Regions from separate parts of the Hordeum vulgare genome. Here region 2 is linked to region 1. A link is a contact called in public Hi-C data. All regions are on one chromosome and are shown on one strand. Each heading gives the region's core, a stretch centred on a gene start, on an enhancer-like site or on the middle of the called end of the contact. The rest is flanking DNA. Distances are from core to core; before and after follow the strand shown. Region 1 holds the start of LOC123439624 (RING-H2 finger protein ATL74-like). Region 2 holds the start of LOC123439625 (E3 ubiquitin-protein ligase EL5-like).

Evidence for each region. Hi-C and Micro-C count contacts between places; a contact is called where the count stands out from the background.
Region 2: a Hi-C map of leaf shows a contact between it and region 1, with 5 times the contacts expected there. The contact joins the promoter of LOC123439625 here to the promoter of LOC123439624 in region 1. A contact is called at or near these places in 2 of 6 Hi-C or Micro-C datasets (leaf and seedling).

The regions. Positions count from the first base shown.
Region 1 is chr3H:107,083,916-107,090,685 of MorexV3_pseudomolecules_assembly, forward strand. It overlaps LOC123439624 (RING-H2 finger protein ATL74-like), which reads left to right and starts at 5,146. Exons shown (of 1, transcript XM_045116315.1): 1 at 5,146-6,285. The coding sequence starts at 5,455. The coding sequence ends at 6,099.
Region 2 is chr3H:107,343,782-107,349,782 of MorexV3_pseudomolecules_assembly, forward strand. It overlaps LOC123439625 (E3 ubiquitin-protein ligase EL5-like), which reads left to right and starts at 3,060. Exons shown (of 1, transcript XM_045116316.1): 1 at 3,060-4,134. The coding sequence starts at 3,276. The coding sequence ends at 3,923.

The DNA.
Region 1 (6,770 bases), core at 3,896-6,395:
GCAAGATTGGAAAAAGTGGTAGGCGTAAGCAAGGCGGTTGGCCTTTGTCTAGTGCGTGGGCGATGCTTAAGGACTCAATGTGGGGTCTAGGTGGTAATTTAGTTTTCACTATCAAGGTGCATTTATGATTATTATATGTGTGTCGATATTAATTTAAGGCATATAAATAAGTTAACTACCAGCTACTACTATTGAAATATGCCCCATTTGTCATATCAGTGCAATATGCCATGATTTCTCACTTGGATAGACAATTCCTTCCTTGCCATGCCTAGCCTTCAATTTAGGCCTTAGGAAAGGCGTTTAGTCATCGCCTAGCGTCTATGCGTGCCTAAGCACCTCCTAAGCATTGCCTTTCCCAACAAAGGTATTTAGAAAATGTCTATCATGTATTTAAAAACTGCAAAAACATGTATTTACAAAAAATTAATCATGTACTTGAAACATATTAAGCATGTATATAAAATGTTTTACATTTATATGGAAAATTTACAATGTGTATGGAAAAAATAGACATCAACACAAATATTTTAAAAAGAGTATTAATCATGTATTTGGAAGATGTTAAATATGTTTAAAAACATATTCTGATGTATATCGAAAGTATGCAATGTGTATTGAAAACAGTGGACATGTGTTGGAGAGAAAAAGGAAAATATAAGAAATATCCCAAGAAAACCAAAAAACTGGAAAAAACATATGAAAACAATGCAAATCAATAATAAAAGGGAAACGTTTATAGCCGGCAGTCCGGCCGAGTCTTCGGCCGGACGCGCGTCGTGCGTTCGATCGTGTTCAATCATGCGCCTCGCGTCATCTGGGTCCACCACGAACCATTTTTTTCTTTTTTCTTTCTTTCGCGAGCATCTTCTTCACCCGTTCTCTTCTTTCTCTCGTTCTTTTCTTCTCTCTCCTGCGCAGGGATGTGCTGCAAGACGACGCGCCATGGTAGAACCGACGACGTGCCATGAGGGACGAGACGAGCCATAGGGCCTGTGATGGGAAGTTGCAACCAGATTCTCGCGGCTACTGCAACCGGGGGGCGGCCTGTGATGTTGGACCGAGGTGTGGTGATGCTGGAACCAGCATCCATGAATGCTACAACCAGCAGCCATGGATGCTACAATCAAAAAGAGACGGACACCGATGCTTCAACCGGACATGGAAAAATGCTTCAACCGGCCTAGGAAAAGTTACAACCGGTGGCGGAAAAAGCTTCAACAGGCATGGTGGAAAATCTTCAGACCCCCATGGAAAAGCTTCAGCCATGAAAAAAAAGCTTCAACAGGCATATGAAAAGCTTCAACCGGCGGTAAGAAAAGCTTCAACCAACATAGGAAAAGCTTCAACCAACTATGAGAAAAGCTTCAATCGGCGGTGAGAAAATTTCCAACTGGAACAGAAAAAGCTTCAACCGACGGTAAGAAAAGTTTCAAGCGGCATAGAAAAAGCTGCAACCGACGATGAGAAAAGCTTCAATCGGCGGTGAGAACATCTCTAACCGGCATAGAAAAAGCTTCAACAGGCGGCAAGAAAAGTTTCAAGGGGCATAGAAAAAGCTGCAACCAGCATTGAGAAAAGCTGCAACCTGCATCGAGAAAAGCTTCAAACGAAGAATGGCTAGCTGACTATGGCGAGCGGTGGCGACGGAGCTGCATGACGGTGCTGCGATGGACGCGTGGCGAGCGGTGGCGACGGAGCTGCATGGCGTTGCTGCGATGGACGCATGGCGACCGGAGGCGAGGGCGGCGACCGACGAGGACGAGGACCGGTGACCGGTGAGAACAATACGGGGCACCAGCGGGCAACCGCCAAGCCGACGAGCTGCTTTGGCGAACGACGACGAGATGCTCCGGCGAGCCCGGGGTGTAGGGGCGGGGGTTGATGGCGCTTGCTGCAGTGTCCTCTTGCTCGGATGTGCAGCCCTGCAAGACGATAGAGAAGAAGAACGAAGCGCGAAGGCATATCCGATGGCTATCCGTCGTTTGCAGCTTAGGAATCGTACGGCCCTAGGTTGACCGGCAGAATCGTTCGCGTCGGCGCACCGGCGCACACGGGTGCCCATAATAAAAAGCACAAAGAAGAAAAAGAATCAAAACAGAGGCACTATACTATTGGGCTGGCCCGTTCACTCGCAGCTGGAGGAAAGACCGAGCTATGTGTGACATGTTGGTATGGACAAGAAATAGTAATTTTCTATTTGGCGCTATAAGCACCCCTTAACATGTATTTTATAAACGGGTGCCTCTTACGCTCCTGCACCGGATCGGCCCATCTGCTTTTTCAAATCTTACAAAAGGAGCACAAGCGGGGGATCGAAGGAGCGATCTCGGCATCAGGCTAAGCGCAAAAACAATCAAGCCACATTGACTCATATAACATCTTTTTTTTGTCTTTTCTTATTACTTCCTTCCTTTGTCTTTTTTCCTTTATTCAATTTTTTTCATTTCTTTTTTGTCTCTTTTACTTTTTTCGTACTTCTTTCTCATTCGATAATTTTGTTTCAAATTCATGATTTTTCTCTTCAAAATTGATGATTTTTTTAAAAAATTGGATGTATGTTTTTTCAAATTCAATGAACTTTGTTCCAAATTTGATGACTTTTTTTCAAATTTGATGAACTTTTTTCAAATTAGATGAACTTTGTTTGAAAATCAATTAAGTATTTCAATTTCGGTGAACATTTTTCAAGTGTTACGAAAAATTTCATATTTGATGAGCTTTTTGAAATTGTATGAACTATTTCCAGATCCAATGTTTATTTAAATTCATTAACTTTTTCAAAATTTGATGAACTTTTTCAAATTCGATGATTTTTTTTCAAAATTGATGAAGTCTTTTCAGATCCAATGTACTTTTTTGTAAAATCCTTTTTTTCAATTTTGATGAACTTTTTCAAAATCAATTAACTTTTTTTCAAATTAAACGATATTTTCTTTGAAATTTGATGAACATTTCTCAAATCTGATGAACCTTTTCAAATTCATTGATTATTCTTTTCAAAATATACGAACAAGTTTCAAATTCACGTTTTTCCACAAATAATTGAAAACAATTTAGCGATGAATAGATGGTTTTGTGCTAAAATATAGCGCGACGAAAATGGTTACTACACTTTTGCAGATGTTAATAAGCACAAACTGCAGATAGTTCGATTGGCTAGTGGTACTCGTACATGAACTCCAAGTGTGTGAGTTCAAGACATGTAAAGATCTATATTTTTTATTGTTTTTTGCATTCACTGCTCTGTGTTTTTCATGGCCCGGCCCAGCTAAGTGCCACGGAGGAGTTTTAGTACCTGAAGCGCGACATTTTCTATTTGCCGTCACAGGCGCCAGTTAATGTGCGTTTTGGTTAACTGGCGCCGGTGGCGTTCATACCGGGCCGCCATATCTAGGTGCTTGTGACGTCTTTGTTAAAAACATTTATAAACTTATTTGAATATGGATGAATTTTATTTAAATTTCAACGAAGACTTTTTAATATTGATGACTTTTTTTGCATATTGATAAACTTTTTGAAATTTTATGAACATCTTTTTGAAAATAGATGGATTTTTTTATAGATTTATGTACTTTTTTCATTTCAATTAACTTTTTCAAAAAATACATGAACGTTTTTCCAATATTTATGAAATTTTTACAAATTTGTTGAATTTTTAGAAAAATTAATGAACTTTTCCTAAATGGGGTGGACTTTTTTCATTTTCATTGAACTTTTTTCAAAATTGATGAACCTTTTTCAAAGATATGATTTTTTTTATATGGATAATTTTTTTTCTTTAAATATGTAAACCTTTTTTGATTTTATAATTTTTCATAAAAAATTAGAAAATCAAAAAATAACAGGACAACACTTTAGTGAGGCGGCCTATGCTAGCAGCACGGGCACCTGCAGCGCTGCATAGGAGCTCCCATGAAGCGTCCGATAGGAGCTCCCCAAGAAATAGCCACGGTGACGATTTACACAGTTTGATTCATTGGCAAGCCACATGTTGAACTGTTTTTTCGTCGGGGAAAGGCCGACTTAGGGTAAGTTTGGGCTGCTTCGGCCATTTTCCGGCGTCTTGTTGTGATTGAACATATTTTCTTTGAAACGTGATTGAGCATATTACATCATTTCGGGTCAAACACATTATGCACCTCTACTTCCCTCCCTGTGTGAGTTTAATTATCTTTTTCTCAAGTGCAATAGTTTAATAGATGAAGCTGCGTGTCGGTCGATGGATCTATTCAAAAGATCCGTCGCCTCCGCATCCAGTTGACTGAGGCCATCCAGCGCCCCGACTCGTCCTCACCATTGTAACAGACCTTGTGCTGTAGAAACATTTGTAACAACGGTTTTGTTAAACAGTTTTTTTTGTCAGAACTCTTTTGAAACATGATTTCCATTGTGGAAGGACTTTTATAACACAAATGATGTTATAAATTTTTTTTGTCTTAACTTTTAGCCAACACGGATGTTGTTACAAATGGACTTCTGTAACATAGATGATGTTCTATGTTAGAGAACTTTTTTGTCTTAACTTTTTTGCAACATAAATGTTGTTACTGAAGGACTTCTGTAACACAGATAATGTTACAGAAAAACTGTAAGTGACAGAGATACGCGCGTCTAGTCGTGAAGGTCTTAACTGATTGAGCGTTGGTTAATTAAACTCGTATCTGACGGCTGTGTACGTGGTGAAAGTGTACGCGTAATCGGCCGGCTGACTTTGATCTTTTTCCTAGTTTAACAGTTTATGTAGTCTAATAATATTTTTCTCAACTGTTCTCTTTCTGTTGTATATACACCATCTAGACGCAATTCCAACTCTAATCTATAAAATACTAGACACAATTCCAATAAACTTCAAATATTCTTCACCACTTTAGATTCATCCATACCTAGAACCTCCATGCACAGTTCCGATTCCGAGCTTCCGGCAGTCGTTTTGCAGCACCGTTAGGGCTCTGTTTTATTTGATGAAATTCCCATTCTCAACTCCGACGAGTCTTCAAGAATTTTATGTTCTCTGGTTTGCAAGTCAACGATTTTGCCTTGGTTGCTCAATTCCTCGAAGTTTCGTCTTGCCTTTCGCCTGTAGACTTCCTATTACAAAATTACACGACAGAGAAGTCTTGTGTAGACCGAAAGCTCAGGTATCCCTATTCAAACCACGCTGATGAAATCCACATCTCCACGTTCTCTTCTCGCCCAGTGAGCAATTTGCGTGTGATTTGCAATAGTTCTCGTCACCCCACATGTCAGCCTCGCAATCCTATTGTACACGACATTGACACCACTCGTTGACCCGAGCAGTGTCCTACCCAAGCTAATTAAGCTGTGAGAGAACACACATGCAGTTGATCAGTGGTGCTAAACCTGACACCGCTGCCTTCTTCTATCTCTTTCTTCCGTTCTGTCTCTTTGTTAGTAGGCGAGCCTTTCCTACTAAGCTTGTCGATCAGTGCCATGTCAGAGAGCACCACCATGGCTGGCGCGCCGGCCACGCCGGAAGGCGCCGGGGATCCATACGAGCGGCAGCTGAACTACAGCTTCACTGGGCGCGTCGCGCTCACCGTCGTCTTCGTCCTCTTCGGGGTCACCGTCGCCATCGTCACCATGCGCGTCCTGCTCTACGTGCTGGTGTACCGGTCTGGCCGAGGCGGAGGCCGCGGCACCGGCGGCCTCGCCGCTGGCATCTTCCGGTCCATCAACTCCTTCGGAAGGATCGGCAGCCGGCGGCACGGGCTGAACGCGTCCGCGCTCTCCGCGCTCCCAGTCACCGTGTACAGGAAGGAGGCCGGGTCCACGAGCGCCGCGGGGGCTGACTGCGCCGTGTGCCTGTCGGAGCTCGTGGACGGAGACACGGTGCGGCAGCTGCCCAACTGCGGGCACGTATTCCACGTAGAGTGCGTCGACGCGTGGCTGCGCACCAGGACGTCGTGCCCTCTCTGCCGGGCAGAGGCGGAGCAGTCCCAGGGCAAGGCGGAGGCGGCTGCGCAGTCGTCGTCGGAGCCGCCGCAACCGACGTTCCTTGGTGTAGGAGGAACCTTGACAGTGACCGTACAAGGTGATACCCAGAGAGACGTGTGCGAAAACATCGGCGGCAGGTAGTCAATCGGCATCTCCCTTTACCTAAGCTATACTGTATAATCCAGCCTCGAGGGGGACCGGGAACAAGTGTACAGTGTGACATATGTATATACAGTACTACAGTATAGGTTAGGCTCGGGATGTATTTAAGACTGTGATTATCCTTACCCGTAAAATAAATAAATAAGAGACTGTGATTTCTGTTAATGGAATGGATTCTTTGCTCTGGCCATCTCATAATCTACCACTCCATCTTGCAAGGTGACGAACTGCAGCTCAAAAGCTATATGTGGTTAAGTTTTTATTTCTTTGACGGTACATTCGGGAATGCCTAATGCAGCTCGATTTCTATGGAGCATTTTATTTGAAAGCTTTAGAATTTTTTTAGTTTAAAAAACCTGAAAAAAACACACATATACATATGCATATTTACTACTCCGTAGTACTTGTTTGGGAAGTTTCATGACAAAATACTTTTCTATGCAAGCTACTACTTCCTCCGTTTTAAAATTCTTATCTTAGATTTATCTAGATATGAATGTATCTAGCGGATATTCATTTTGGCTCTTGGGAGCATATGATCCTGCATGTTCAAAATGTGTTTTACAAATGTTGATTTTTTTTTTAAAAGATGTGTTGGTTGTCACACTCAAATGGCAGATACAAATTTACAGGTCAGAAACTTAAGTATT
Region 2 (6,001 bases), core at 1,810-4,309, 260 kb after region 1:
ACCACTTGGCGATCCGGCCAGTCGCGTCATGGTTGCCTATGATTTCCGAAAGTGGAGCAGCGCTCACCACAGTGATGGCATGCTCTTGGAAGTATTGCTTCAACTTCTTCGCGGCAAGGTAAACACCATAACACATTTTCTAGTAGTGGGGGTAGTTTTGCTTGGAGGCGGACAAGACCTCACTGAGGTAGTAGATAGGGCATTGCACTAACAGTACCTTGCCCTCCTCCTTGCGCTCAACTACCAGCACTACACTAACCACGCGAGTGGTCGCTGCAATGTATATGAGAATGGGTTCCCTTTCAGCCGGTGCTGCCAAGATTGGCAGGCTTGAGATGACCCGCTTGAGGTCGTAGAAGGCTTCGTCCGCCTGGTCGTTCCACTTGAACTTGGTTGTCTTCTTCATGAGCTGATAGAGTGGAAGGGCTTTCTCGCCGAGCCGGCTGACGAACCGGCTAAGGGACGCCAGGCAGCCGGCGAACTTCTGGACGTCTAGGATTCGAGCCGGCTTCACCATCCGCTTGATGGTGCCGATTTTCTTAGGGTTTGCTTCGATTCCACGAGCGTACATGAAGAACCCCAAGAGCTTGCCGCCTAGAACCCCAAAGACGCACTTTTCCGGATTGAGCCGGATCTTGTATTCGCGCAGGTTGGCGAACGTCTCCCGCAAGTCGTCGCGGAGGCTGAAGTGTTGCTTGGTCTTGACGACGATGTCATCCACATAGACGTGGATGTTTCTGCCAATCTGTGGCAGTAGGCACTGCTGCATGCAGCGTTGGAATGTCGCACCAGCATTCTTCAGACCGAACATCATGGTGGTGTAGCAGTAGGCCCCGAAGGGCGTGATGAAGGAGGTCTTCACGCGATCATCTCACACCAATACGTATGAAACTCGTCAGCCATGCAGCTGGCCATCCATGGCAACTGCAGCTCACATGCATTGGCAACTGTAGTTGGCAAGGCTTGGCAATTTCAGTTGCACAAGGATGGCAAATATAAGCTAAGCATCCTTGTCAACTAGAATTTTAGCATCCATTGGCAAGTGCAGTCGAGCAAAAAACATGATTTTAGCATTTAATTGCAAATGACAACTACAGTCATACAGTACTTGGCAACTGCAGTTGTTCATACATGGCAACTGCAGTTGCCCATACATTGCAACTGCAGTTGTAAATACATGTCAACTACAACTGCTCATACATAACACCTACACATGTTCATACATGGCAACGGATCACAAGTGTGAGTGAACTTTCACTACACAACTTGTTTATTCTTTAATGACAAAATATTACAGTTGCCATTCTTTACTTGCATTTGGGTGCAACACCCACTATAGTTGCCATGCTCTAACAGTTTTCGACACAATATATTACGTGCCAACAATTTTTTCCCTTTTTTCTCACTTGTGACACATGTTGATGGCAGGTCTACAGATGTCTCGTGTTGCCAACCGTTGGTCGATGCTCCCGCGTATTGAAAATTTGTAAGTTTGCGAGTTCATGACTCCAAATTGAGTAGCAAAATGCACTTCTTTGAATTGGAGTGCTCTGTCCGCATTACTGATAGCTTGAAGTGGAGCCACTTGCCATGGGACACCGTCGTAACCTACAAACATGCCAATAAAAATGTAAGACGGATTGCCATTCTTCTATTCGAAAAAACAATCCAAGTAGAACTTGTTTACATTTTTTCACACATCCCTACCTGTGTTTGCGTTTTGCTGCATGAGTGGTAGTAGCAGGCCTGCTGAAATTAGTTCGCTATACTCTAGTACATCCCCAGGGGTGGCTTGTGGATGCCCTGAAAACCAAGAATTAGTCCCGTCTCCAGGATTCATTTTGGTCTCCTCCCTGTTTTTCAATACCAGCACAACGATTAATCACGACATGGATGAGTTTGCAGTAGCCTAATCCATGAGTAAAATGGCAAAATTATTGCATCATTGACATAGACGTGTAACATTGCATGGCAACTACAACATTTTGCAGTGGCCCACCTTTTTTTTTGACAATGCATACATGTGCATAGTTGTTGTTCAATCTGCATGGCAACTACCATGGAAACTGACGACAACTGCCAGCAAAGTGGGTTGGCAACTGCTTTTCATTTCATCTCCTCTGGATGCTCGTCTGCATGGCTACTACTTTCACTGCTCCTCCCAAACGCAACTATTGAAACTACATCTGTAGCAAGGCAACAACTACCAGTGAAGTTGGATGGCAAATTTTGCTAGGAGTTTACTCTGACTACAACCTCGAAAATTCCTACTACACATACCAATCTACTCTCGCCTGGATCTACTTTCGTCAAATGTGCATTGCTACTCTAGGGTTCCGGTTGCCATGGCAAACTTAGACGGGTGATAGCCGCTTACGATGTCAGTTTTTGGAGGAGAAAGCAAAATGACCTGATCGCACACGGGTTGGATACCTTTTGCCGTGTTCTTTGTCCGACGGGCGCTAGATTTGCTCTCGCATTCTTGCCATGGCAACCAAGGTGCAGGATGCAGATCGGGAGGTGGGAGACGGCCGGCTGGATCGGAAGGTGGGAGATGGTGCGAGATGTGTGGGGGATTTATTACGTGTGGGCCGATGGATGGAAAGCCCGAACATGGAGGAAGCGCGGTGGCAAGCCAGGTCGTGCAGGCGACCGGTCTAGCCACCGGTCGTGCGGGCTACGAGTTGAGATGCCCGAACGTGAACGTGTGGGCTGACCTGGGTGGATGCTACAGAGGGCATGCGGCAGATACCTCCCATCTACCGCACGTGCGACACATATCGCGATCCATATTTTTTCCCTGGTACTACGTAAGTTCCATGCCAGCTTCCGGTCTCCATGTGGAATGGAAATTTCTCAAGGACCTAACAGGCGTAGTTGCTGTGCAATTCCAGCGGGGTTCTCAGGAAAGTTCAGCGGCTAAAATTCCTTCAAAGTTGAGAAGAAAATCCACATTGATCTCCCAACGAGATCGCACGCGCATTCTCACGCGGCAGGCATTACAAATATGTACCCAATGTTCTTGTTAATCCATATGTCAGCCTCGCATCGATCGGCTGTGACTATTTTCGTTCGCGTGGCCAATAAGCTGTGCTTGACAACGACCCCATCAGTTGACCTGACCCGAGCACCGTGTTGCCGAGGTTAAGCTCTCAGATATTATCCCTCGCAGACATGAGTTCTGCACTCTGCTAAACACGCCGGCCATTGTCTCTCTCCTTTCTTCCCTTTAAGGTTCTTGCTTTGTGGTACAGACTAGAAAGATTTATCCTCCCATGTCAGGGAGCACTCTCCCCGGCGCACCGACGTCGGATGCCCCCCCGGATCCGTACGCGCGGCAGCAGACCTACAGCTTCAACGGGCGCGTCCTACTTATGGCCGCTTTCCTCCTCTTCGGGCTCACCATCTTCTTCACCCTGATCCGATTCTTGCTGTACGTGCTCATGGCGCGGTCGGGCGGCGGCCGTCGCCGCGGCAGCTTCACCGCCGGCATCCTGCGGTCCATCAACTCGTTCGGCGGAACTAGCGGCCGGCGTGGGCTGGACGCCTCCGCGCTCTCCGCGCTGCCGGTCACCACGTACCAGAAGGAGGGCGCCGCCACCGCCGGGGCTGACTGCGCCGTGTGCCTGTCGGAGCTCGCCGATGGAGAAAAGCTGCGGGGTCTGCCCAACTGCGGGCACTCGTTCCACGTGGAGTGCGTCGACGCATGGCTGCGTTCCAGGACGACGTGCCCTCTCTGCCGCGCCGAGGCTGAGCTGCCCAAGGGGAACGACAAGGCGGAGGTGGCGGCGCAGTCGTCGTCGTCTTCTGCGAGGGAGCCGCCGCAGCACGCGTTGTTCGGTGCAGGAGGGACCTTGATCGTGACCGTGCAAGGTGGCTTCCCGGAAACGCAAAGAGGCGTGCGTGGGTCAACATCGGGGTAGGAGGCCAGTCGGGATCTTCCTATTGGTAGATTGCAGGGAAATTTCAAACGGTACTGCGACATATGCATATACTGTAGGTTAGACCGTGTTAAGGCGTCCGTTGGATCATGCATAAGTTGGATCATGCCAAGGTCACCCATTTGTTTGTTTGTTTGTTGTATTTCGAGGAGGGCATAAGAAACTCATATGTTGTTAACTTTCTTCTTGAAAAGTTTAGAGTAAAATCTGTATAGGGTTGACTAGTCTACGTACAGAATCACGTAAAACCCTATTTATTGCAGGTTGCGCAAATAGCCGGAGCTTCGCACACGGCGGTCAAAACTGAGCCGACCCGTTCTCGTTTTATTTTTCTGTTTCTGTATTTTAGGTTTTTATATTCCTTTCTCCTTTCGTCCTATGTCCTTTTCATTTTCTCTTTCTCAAGTTTATTTTCCGTTTTTCTTGGTTTCCACTTTTATAAATCAATATTTTCAAAAAATGTTCACAATTTTAAGTTTTGTTCAAAAAATTAGAAATATGCATCTTTTTCTAAAATGTTCAAAATTCCCCAAAAAACATGTTTTAGGAAAATGTTTAGAACTTTATCATTTCTCATTCTTGTTCAAAATTTTGAAAAATGCTCTCTTTAAAAAAAGGTTAATGCTTTTAAAACTTTTTTGGATTTTTTTAAATCGTGTTTGAAAAAGTTGTTCAAATTCTGAAAATAATCTTGTTTTCAAAGAAATCTTCACAAATGCAACAAATACTTGCGCATAAAAATTGTTCAACTTTTCTAAAAAATTGTTCCGAATGTACAAAAAAGTTTCTTTTCCAAGGAACAATTAACAAATTCGAAAAATGTTCATATTTTCATAAAAAGTTCACGGTTTAAATATATTCATGTTTACGTTTTTCATGTTTTCCAAAAAATGACCGAAAATGCCACAAATTCTTCACATTTTTTGAACATGTTCTAAATTAAAAAGAAGTACAAAAAGATGTTTGAAATTTCAAATTTGGTTTGTGTTTTCAAAACTATTAAACATTTCATAATTGTTCACAATTTGCTAACTCTTTTATACTTGCATCATGGTGGAAATACAAGTCGTTTTAGTGTGTCCCAATGGGTTGGTCCAAACGCAAATTGTTGTGTGTCCCCCTTTCTATTTGACGCAACTAGCATCCATAGGAGCTTCCGGGAATCACCTTACGAAAGTGTGGGGGTTGGGATAAAATTGTGGCTTTAATCTTTTTGACCTAAGAACCGTGCTTCCTTCATCCATATTATTTTTCATCACGATACATGTCGCATTCATATCATAAAGATTAAAGTACAAGTTACGTAAAGATCGACATGACAAAACTAAAAAAATAGCAGAACATTTCTGAGCTTGACACCAACGACCGTGACCTGCCTCTGACACCACCAAAGTAGCCACCGAAGAAAAGAATGACAAATCACCTCCTCATCCAGGCTTGACGTGGCTCCATCACTGATATGCAGATTTGCGGACCTCCAAGGTGGCTCATCAAAAGTAAAGCTCTTGTCATTGAACGAATTAAATCGGGGCAACACCCTGGACACGCCATCGAACTCCACATGTGGCACCTCACCATGACTAAGATGCCAAAGAAGGAAACCATACCTACCATCCACGAACCACGAACCCAACACACGTTCTGTCTTTCAAATATCGTCAATGCAGACCACAGTCTGCATCCGCTCCAGGACTACCTCCCAAGCTCCGCGCTGACGCTGTAGCAAACATCAACAATCACGAAGCCCGAGGACATCGGTCCAACACGAGGATGTCGCCGCGGCCAAGCACATCCTTGCTTGAAAAGACTGGTTTCCAAATCTTTCCCAACCATAGGACCGATGGCCTCACCAGGGAGGCATCCGAAGAATCTTTATTCAGCATCGAGATTGTCGCCGCCAAAGCGAAAACGATGAACAACCTAAAAAACCTCGACTACGAGGACTAAAAATGATCACGAGGACTAAAAACGACCCACGTGCGTGGATCCCACGACCCCCTCACCACCGATGACCGAGGTCACCGGGAGAGGGGAGCCGTCAAAGGACGGTGCTCGAAGAT